Linked DNA regions of Callithrix jacchus: region 1 is linked to region 2. A link is a contact called in public Hi-C data. All regions are on one chromosome and are shown on one strand. The core of a region is the stretch at or near the end of the contact, and the rest is flanking DNA. Distances in the headings are between cores, read along the strand shown. Region 1 overlaps COL4A2 (collagen type IV alpha 2 chain). Region 2 overlaps COL4A1 (collagen type IV alpha 1 chain).

Region 1 (4,227 bases), core at 989-3,488, 210 kb before region 2:
CAGACACAGTCATTTCTTTTGCTGTTGCCTTCAGTGTGTGTGAAGCTACACATCTTCGTGTGTATGTTGGCAGGAGTGTGAGGTGAGACCCTTGGGAGCTTCCAGGCCTGCGCTGTGGGTGGGACCCGCAGGCACAGCAAATGGTGAAAAGGCATCTGCCACTGATCTAAAACATCGTGTATGACCTAGAGTTCAGATGGCTCTAAATCTGACCCAGATTCATAATACATTTCTTTTTAAAAATTTCTTCTTCTTATTATTACTTTGAGAGGGAGTTTCACTCTTGTTGCCCAGGATGGAGTGAAATGGTGCGATCTTGGCTCACTGCAGCCTCTGCCTTCTGGGTTCAAGTGATTCTCCTGCCTCAGACTACCGAGTTGCTGGGATTACAGGTGCCTGCTACCACGCCTGGCTAATTTTGTGTATTTTTTTTTTTTTTGAGACGGAGTTTTGCTCTTGTTACCCAGGCTGGAGTGCAATGGCGCGATCTCGGCTCACTGCAATCTCCGCCTCCTGGGTTCAGGCAATTCTCCTGCCTCAGCCTCCTGAGTAGCTGGATTACAGGCACGCGCCACCGTGCCCACCTAATTTTTTGTAATTTTAGTAGAGACGGGGTTTCACCATGTTGACCAGGATGGTCTCGATCTGTTGACCTCGTGATCCACCCACCTCAGCCTCCCAAAGTGCTGGGATTATAGGCTTGAGCCATCGCGCCCGGCCAAGTTTGTGTATTTCTAGTAGAGATGGTGTTTCACCATGTTGGCCAGGCTGATCTCAAACTCCTGAGCTCAAGTGATCCACCCTCCTCGGCCTCCCAAAGTGCTGAGATTACAGGCGTGAGCCACTGTGCCTGGCCCATAATACATTTCTTTTTTTTTTTTTTTAAGAGACGGAGTTTCGCTCTTGTTACCCAGGCTGGAGTGCAATGGCGTGATCTCGGCTCATGGCAACCTCCGCCTCCTGGGTTCAGGCAATTCTCCAGCCTCAGCCTCCCGAGTAGCTGGGATTACAGGCACACGCCACCATGCCCAGCTAATTTTTTGTATTTTTAGTAGAGACGGGGTTTCACCATGTTGACAGGATGGTCTTGATCTGTTGACCTCGTGATCCACCCGCCTCGGCCTCCCAAAATGCTGGGATTACAGGTGTGAGCCACTGTGCCCGGCCCAATACATTTCTTACATAACATTTTTCTCCTAAAGAAACAGCCAAAAATCTGTCCACAGAACTCAAAAGAATAATTGGGTTGTCATTAAACACATATGAAGTGTCACAATGTGGGTCAACCTATAAAAGTATTTAAGTGGACCCTGGGTCACCAAATCCATGACTACATGGAAGAGGGGTATGAGGCTGGACGACACAGAAGCATGGCTGGTGGGGTCAGGTGATGAATGGTTTGAAGGGGAGGAACTAAAAGATGGTTTGCAAAATCGAGAGCCAAGGTAATGACCTGGCTCAAGTATTGTGGACGACCTGGGAGGCAGGACTGTCCACTGCAAATGCAAGAACGGTTTCAGTGCCTTTGCTGAAGATAAGTGTTCTTCCCTGGGGTGCCGAGGCTTCTTGCTTAACCTCTGTGGGACCTCGTGGGCCCAGGGCGGATTGTAGTTCACGTGCCCAACTTACCTTCTGTCCCGGCGATCCTTTTTCACCACTCAAGCCAGGGTAACCCTGGTTCAACAAAAAACAGAAGCAAACAGGTCAGAATATGCAGTAAACATTTCCAGAGGACTGGACTATGGCACCCGACTGTGATTACAGCAACATGCTGACGGACGGACAGAACAAGTCTCAGGTCCAGACTCTGAAGAACAGGGACAAATCACCAAATTCAGTAACAACTATGAATAAATTCTTCTCCCTTTAAAAAGTGGGGGCTGGGGGTTGGAAATAATGACTGTGACAAGAAGTCTCAAAGAAAGCAGAATCCATCCTCATCTCAAAGCTGCCTCACTCTGGAAGGCCTCCGGGCCGATTCCTGAAGGAATGAATCATTGTAGCAATCCTTTCCTACCACTTAAAGGAATACAGAGAAATCTACAGAGATAGTACAATAAAAAGCTAGACATATAAAAAGGCTGGTACTCTAATGTTCTACTGTCTCTCTTTCTCTATTCTTATTTCTGGAGAATGTAAAATATGGTCTTTTGAGGGGTAGCAACTGCCAGATAGTCACCAAAACTCCGCTTCCTCTTCCTGGGCCCAGGGCTCTGACCACCTGTCCCAGCCCACAGCTAGGTGTAGCTGAGTGAGGCGGTGGGGTCAGTCTAGGCTGGGCTCAGAAGGTGAGGTCTGCCTCTCGGGTGGCTGAATTGCCATGGGCAGGGATTTCTTCCCACCCCTTAGCAACTAGGACTCCTGGGGCAGCGGGAAATCAATGTGTGTTTGAGATTCTCTACATTTCTGGTTACCGCAGACTAACTGAGTGAAACACACAAGCAGGAAGGTTTTGTGCCTTACTCGAGGCTCCTCCGCTGGGAGGACCATGTCCGTGCACCTGCTGCTGGGTGAAGAGGGAGTGTCAGGTGGTTGATAGATTGTAGCTAGTGCAGCTGCCAGGGCTAGATGTTCATGGTGGGGTGTGTGTGTGTGTGTGTGTGTGTGTAATCATGGAAATCTCTGTACTTTCTGCTCAATTTTGCTGTGAACCTGAAATAACTTTAAAAAGGAAAGTCTATATAAAAAACCAAACGAAACCAACAACTGCACTTATAAAAGGCACGTTTACCCTTGGTCCAGGAAAGCCCATGATTCCTTCTTCTCCCTTCAAGGAAATGCCCTAGGAGAGAACAGAGAGGGCATAAGGAGCAGCCCAGGTGTGGCCCTCCGGCCAGCAGGCCCACGTATCATCCTCTGCTCCAGGACTGTGTTCTCAGCCCTGATGGTGTCCAGACCTCCTGGCAGTGCTAGACCCAGGCACAGTGCAGGGTGTGGTCCTAGGAGGCCTGCCAGCCTTCCGGGCTGTCACCCAGCCAGGACTGCATGTGTCATGTCATGTGGTAAGTGACCACGAGGGAGAGCTGCAGTGCTGAGGACAGGCAGTGACAAAGGTGGCAGAGAGCAGACCCAGGTGGCGCCCGAACAGAAGCCATGCTCCTCCCCCATCTTCATGCTCCCTTCTCGAACCTCAGAGGATAATTAGCCAGTGTTAAAGATGCCAAGAGAAAAATTCTAGAACTGGCTTCTGAAAATAAAGTGTACAAATGCAGGCTAATACTGTCCTGCTGTAGACAAGGGGTTGAGAGTCTGATGGTGTGCAGGCCCTGAGTCCACGGGGCACCTGTCACGCTGGGCAGAGCGCCCGGAACCCACGAGCCACGGGGAAGGGGAGCATGCTCATCACCCAACTTACTTTTATTCCCGGTTCGCCCTCGCTGCCTTTTTCACCCTGTAAAGAATACGAAAAATGAGAAACACTTATTGAGGATGGTAACAGGTGAAAATCAATCGGGGTTCATGACACGAGCTGAAAATACTGAATCAACCCTCAATCACTGTAAATCAACTGCAACACATGACTCTTAAATTTTGTAGCTTCAAAATTCAAGGGAAAAGATGTGTTATTTCTTCTAGATTTTCCCAAGGTGAATTAATTCATGTATTCCTCTTGGTACAAGTTAAAGTCCATCTTTCCTTCTGTGTTTTCCTTTACCCCTCCATCCCCCACAGTTCCAGGCAGATGTTTACATTTTGTGGGAGAACGTGCCCAAGGAAAAGCCTTAATGAAAATACTCTTTGGAAGAAAACATTCCCAGGAGGTCCTCTGAGGAAAAGGTACATATTAAAACATGGAACATATTAAAACTTGAAGCAAAAGCTGTCGAAAGCCATGTCAATATCATAGATGAAAATCACGGTCTGCGTTTTTCCCACTTCTCTTTGTCTAAAATGGTAAAAGAAACAGCAACTGTTGGGTCCTCTGTCCCCATCATTCCTGGAGGGTACCCTGGATTCCTATAGCTCACGACTGCCCCTGCAGGCTGGCCCTGCCCCAGCCCTGATCCCACCCTTGCTGGGGTTGTAGAAAAGGTGGGGAACCTGCCTCGGAGGCTTGAGCACCTCCACGTGGATCACACCTGCGCTGGGCTCCCGTCCTCAAGCTGGACAGAGGCCTTCCCTGCTGCCTCCCAGGACGCTTTTGTCAACGGTCACTTGTAACTCAGGCCACAGCCACCTGGGTTGATTTCCCCGCCAAGGCAGTTGTCCTGCTTGCTAAATCCCCCC
Region 2 (4,246 bases), core at 1,425-3,924:
CTTTCCTCTAATTTACACATGGGCAACAACAGACACACTTGTAGCCATGCTTTCATTATGAAATTAAAACACGCAAGAGCAGAGAGCTTTAAATCTCCCGCTTTGTACATGGACTGGCCCCCGTTCTTTCCTTGTTATTCCTAGTATGTGTGGAATAGATTTGGTTCTTCAGGAATTTTTGAGGAACAATGATTATCTTCTTATGTGGTTATCTTTCTTGCATGCCTTCTTTTTTGTGTGCATTGTTTTGAACAGAATATTTAAAATTTTTTCTAAAATTTACGTTAACCCTTGTTTTAAATGTTAAAGGTGTTACGCTTCTTCTTAGATACCAAACTCTTTACTCAAGCACATGAAAGTGAATATTTTTGTGTAGACTCTTTGAAACTTTGGATAAGTTAATTCACTTGAACTAATAACAGTGAATTATTAATAATAACAGTAATTTATTTATTAAGTACTTAATATGTGAGCGGCATGGTGCCAGATTTGAATTAGTGAGAATTTCAAATCTAGACCGTTTACAAAGAAATTCCATTTTCTTACTTACAAGGTGTAAAATATATACTATAAAATCAAAATGCACAAAAAGTGCTCCTCAGTATACAATACTGAGGGGCTTTAAAAGATAAATGTGAGATTTGTTTAGGTAGCGCATTAAGCGTATTTGAAATTACTTCTCATATTTCTGAGACTAATCAAGTATCTTTGTTCATAAATGTTTTGAATATTCCTGAGAGACAATAGAGTCTAGTTTAGCCTTTCCCAAAATATGGCCATCAGACTATCTTTAGGATGTCCACAGATGTTTCCTCTGGGATGAAAACGGGAAGAGGTTCCAAGGACATGGCGTTTGGGGAAAACTGAGTTCAGGTTAGATGGACATTTGTTTTTTTGGCCTGGGATGTCTCAGAGCCTTTAATAAGAAAGTGTGTCATCTGGACCTTCCGTGGGTGCTGCATCTTGTACAGTTCCCACACGTATTTGACCCCCCTTTTTTCTTTTTCCTTTTTTTTTTTTTTGAGATGGAGTCTCACTTTGTCACTCAGGCTGGAGTGCAGCAGCGTGATCTTGGCTCACTCCATCTCCTGGGTTCAAGCGATTCTCCTGCCTCAGCCCCCCCCAAGGAGTTGGGATTATAGATGTGTGCCATCACACCTGGCTAATTTTTATATTTTTACTAGAGACAGTGTTTCTCACCACGTTGGCCAAGCTGGTTTCGAACCCCTGGCCTCAAGAGATCTACCACCTCGACCTCCCAAAGTGCTGGGATTACAGGCATGAGCCACAGTGCCTGGTCTGACTGTTTTAATTTCTCAAGCCAGGAACAGCCTTTGTGAAAGAGTGGATTGGTGGGTAAAACCCTGATTCTAGTGTGAGCTCCCCCATCTACCCACTGTGTTTCACTAAGTTGTTTTGACCAAGTTATGCTCTGACCAAGAAATTCCCCAGAGTTGCTGAAAGAACTGAATGAAGGATGCTAGGCATAAAAACACTTAAGAAATTGAAAATGTCGTATGCAGGGACTTGTGTGGGTCATGTGAGCAGCAGCTGCATGTTGAAGTTGCGATAAATGTAAGGAAAATGTACTTGTTGGCTCAGTTCTAGACAGATCCATGGACAGAAAGGCATAGACACGGGTCCCTGTCTGGCTAAGTATGTGCAGTCCGCAGATGGAGGCCAGAAAACCGGAGAAATGGACCTGTTCCACCCACGACAGAAGGACTCCCAGGGCCTAAATTAAAGGGACTTAGAATGTTCTGAGAATCTTGGCAGGACCAGTCGGTAGTGTTTCTAGCTTTTGGATGCTTTTGGTGGATGGGAAAATGAGATGGGCTCACTTGGGAGGTCTGCCTGAAGTTTTCATCCAAATGTCTAATCAACGCTGTGGTTTTATCATCCATTTCCGGGATCATTATCCTTTAAAATGTGAAGAACATTACTCTCCTTTTCTTCAATTCCCCAACTTTTCCTAATACCGCTGCGAGCTTTCATTGCCAGCGGCTTTTCCCAGCGTGCGTGTCCTTACAGACGTCCAAACTCCTCCTCCCCTCGGCCAGCCCTGCTTGGTCTAGCTGTGATTGAGAGGGGAACATGCGTGAGATGTCACTTTGTTTTTACCATCTAATGGATCCCAACCCCCTGAAGTATCTGGCTTTGACACTCAGGCGCATCTTCAGGGTCTGAGAGTATCTCCCCTCCCCTCCCGTTAGCGGGTTAAATGGTTTAATGTAATACATTCTTTTCCTTTTCCGTGTTTTGTCTGGCGTTTGCAATGCCAAGACTCTTTTCCAGATGTCCCCTATTTCCTATTTCCACATACTGCACATGAATCATCATCTGGCAGAGGAATCGTGAGAATCCGTGTGATCAGCTTGGGTTCCCACATTCACTTACTTTTGTCTTTTTTGATAGTTTTTTGAAAACAATGAATTAAAAAAAAATACGCCTGACTCCAAGGGTAAAATACCAACAGTGTACCCTAGAAAAGCCACGGGAAGCAGATCCATGCCGAATGGTTTATCTTAATTCTGTACACGAGGCCCGCCCGTCGCTGGCTCCCTTGTGCCTTGGATGTCACTGACAGGCACACGTCCCCTTCCCGAACGCGGAGGGTGACTGTGCATTCCCATTTCCAGCTCTGCTTCCTAGGTCTGCCCATTGTACCATCTGCCCCTTTGCCATGTGCTGTGGGATGGACCTGGTAGACTCAGGAGACACCATCACACAAGCTGACGGCTCTTGATCTGGAGCTCAATGCATCTAGTGCAGCTTTGAAAATAGGGAGCTGATTCTGTTTCCATGTTCAGAAGCAGCAGCAGAAAACCAAGCATCTTGAATGGAAGATCACGTGCCGTGCCGTGAAAGCGCAGAGCACTCTCCGGGAGTACGGGCTGTCTTTGGTGTGGCCCAGCACTGGCAGCCTCCGTCCTGACTATTTATGGGAAAAATGATTTTGTGTAAATATAGTCTTGACAAAACATTGGCTGGCAGGAAAGCAGCTTTCTTTTCAGAGGAGCAAAATGAGAGTGTATATTTTAATTCAAGATCAAAGACTTAACATAAAAGAAACCCTGACAAATGAAAACTGGGCAATTGGATTTTCCTCCTGTTTGCTGGGAGAATACTTTGAGCTTTCAAATATGTTTCTAGACAGCAAGTTATGAGGCTAGATAATTACGTGGTGTGGGTGGGGAGAACTGCACGCTCAAAAATGGTCTCCACGGAACCCCCGTCCTTGTGAAGTGCTTTAGCACAATGTGCAATGAAAGAGAGGAAGAATTAGTCAGAGTTAATGAGCAAACCAGATGACTCTGGGGACGTGGTGCCCCTTTGCCATGTTTTTCTCCTTTTGGCAGATCCATTAAACATGGTAAAATATACTTGACATAGCTTAGCCTTGGTTCATCACATTGTTTTATGAGTTTAATGCTAACTGGCCCCAAATTCAATGGTTCTGGATGTCTTCACATGAGAATCTGACACAGGAAACTAACTGATTCCTGGCTAAGTTCTAAAAAGCTGTAACGAAATCGTTCTTGGGTTAAAGACCCTTGGTGTAGGGTTTTCCCTTTATTAGCTATTTCTTTTTTTTGAGATGGAGTTTCGCTCTTGTTGCCCAGGCTGGAGTGCAATGGCGCGATCTCGGCTCACCACAACCTCCGCCCCCTGGGTTCAGGCAATTCTCCTGCCTCAGCCTCCCGAGTAGCTGGGATTACAGGCACGCGCCACCATGCCCAGCTAATTTTTTGTATTTTTAGTAGAGACGGGGTTTCACCATGTTGACCAGGATGGTCTCGATCTCTTGACCTCGTGATCCACCCGCCTCGGCCTCCCAAAGTGCTGGGATTACAGGCGTGAGCCACCGCGCACGGCCCCTTTATTAGCTATTTCTACAAATAGATGAAGGTAATGAATGATAGATGTGAATTTCTTCTACGTGTCCTGTTAGAGCTCGAGGACTTTGCCAGAGAGTTTTCTGTGGGCGCCCCACTTGGCGTGTTAGGGCCTTAGGTTAGTTTGCCCTCCTTGGTGAGAAACTCACAACCCTAAGACTTCAGTTCCCAGGTCTGTGACATGTGGCCATGTGCTTGATTTTGAGTGGTTTTCCCTAGAAGATCGGTAAAGGAATGACCTCTGTCCACAGTTGATCCAGTAGGTTACTGGACCCGGAGAGTTGGTGTCCTCTCATCCCAGTGGCCCCTTGTCCTGTGAGCTGGGGTGGGCTCCTCCTGTGCTATTGGGC

Evidence for each region. A called contact is a pair of places that touch in the nucleus more often than the background predicts.
Region 1: a contact with region 2 is called in a Hi-C map of skeletal muscle, with 4 times the contacts expected there. The contact joins two enhancer-like sites. A contact is called at or near these places in 2 of 3 Hi-C or Micro-C datasets (both in skeletal muscle).

The regions. Positions count from the first base shown.
Region 1 is chr1:26,014,787-26,019,013 of calJac240_pri, reverse strand. COL4A2 (collagen type IV alpha 2 chain) reads right to left here. Exons shown (of 48, transcript XM_035293939.3): 14 at 3,356-3,391; 15 at 2,732-2,782; 16 at 1,630-1,674. Among named protein-coding and RNA genes, the nearest start is that of RAB20, 120 kb to the left of the region's middle. Within about 2 kb of position 2,238, at least 2 of the 16 cell types and tissues checked have an H3K27ac peak or open chromatin away from gene starts, as enhancers often do. A contact at or near this core is called in skeletal muscle, where this site is marked.
Region 2 is chr1:25,807,334-25,811,579 of calJac240_pri, reverse strand. All of the region lies in intron 2 of COL4A1 (collagen type IV alpha 1 chain), which reads left to right. Among named protein-coding and RNA genes, the nearest start is that of COL4A1, 71 kb to the left of the region's middle. Within about 2 kb of position 2,674, at least 3 of the 16 cell types and tissues checked have an H3K27ac peak or open chromatin away from gene starts, as enhancers often do. A contact at or near this core is called in skeletal muscle, where this site is marked.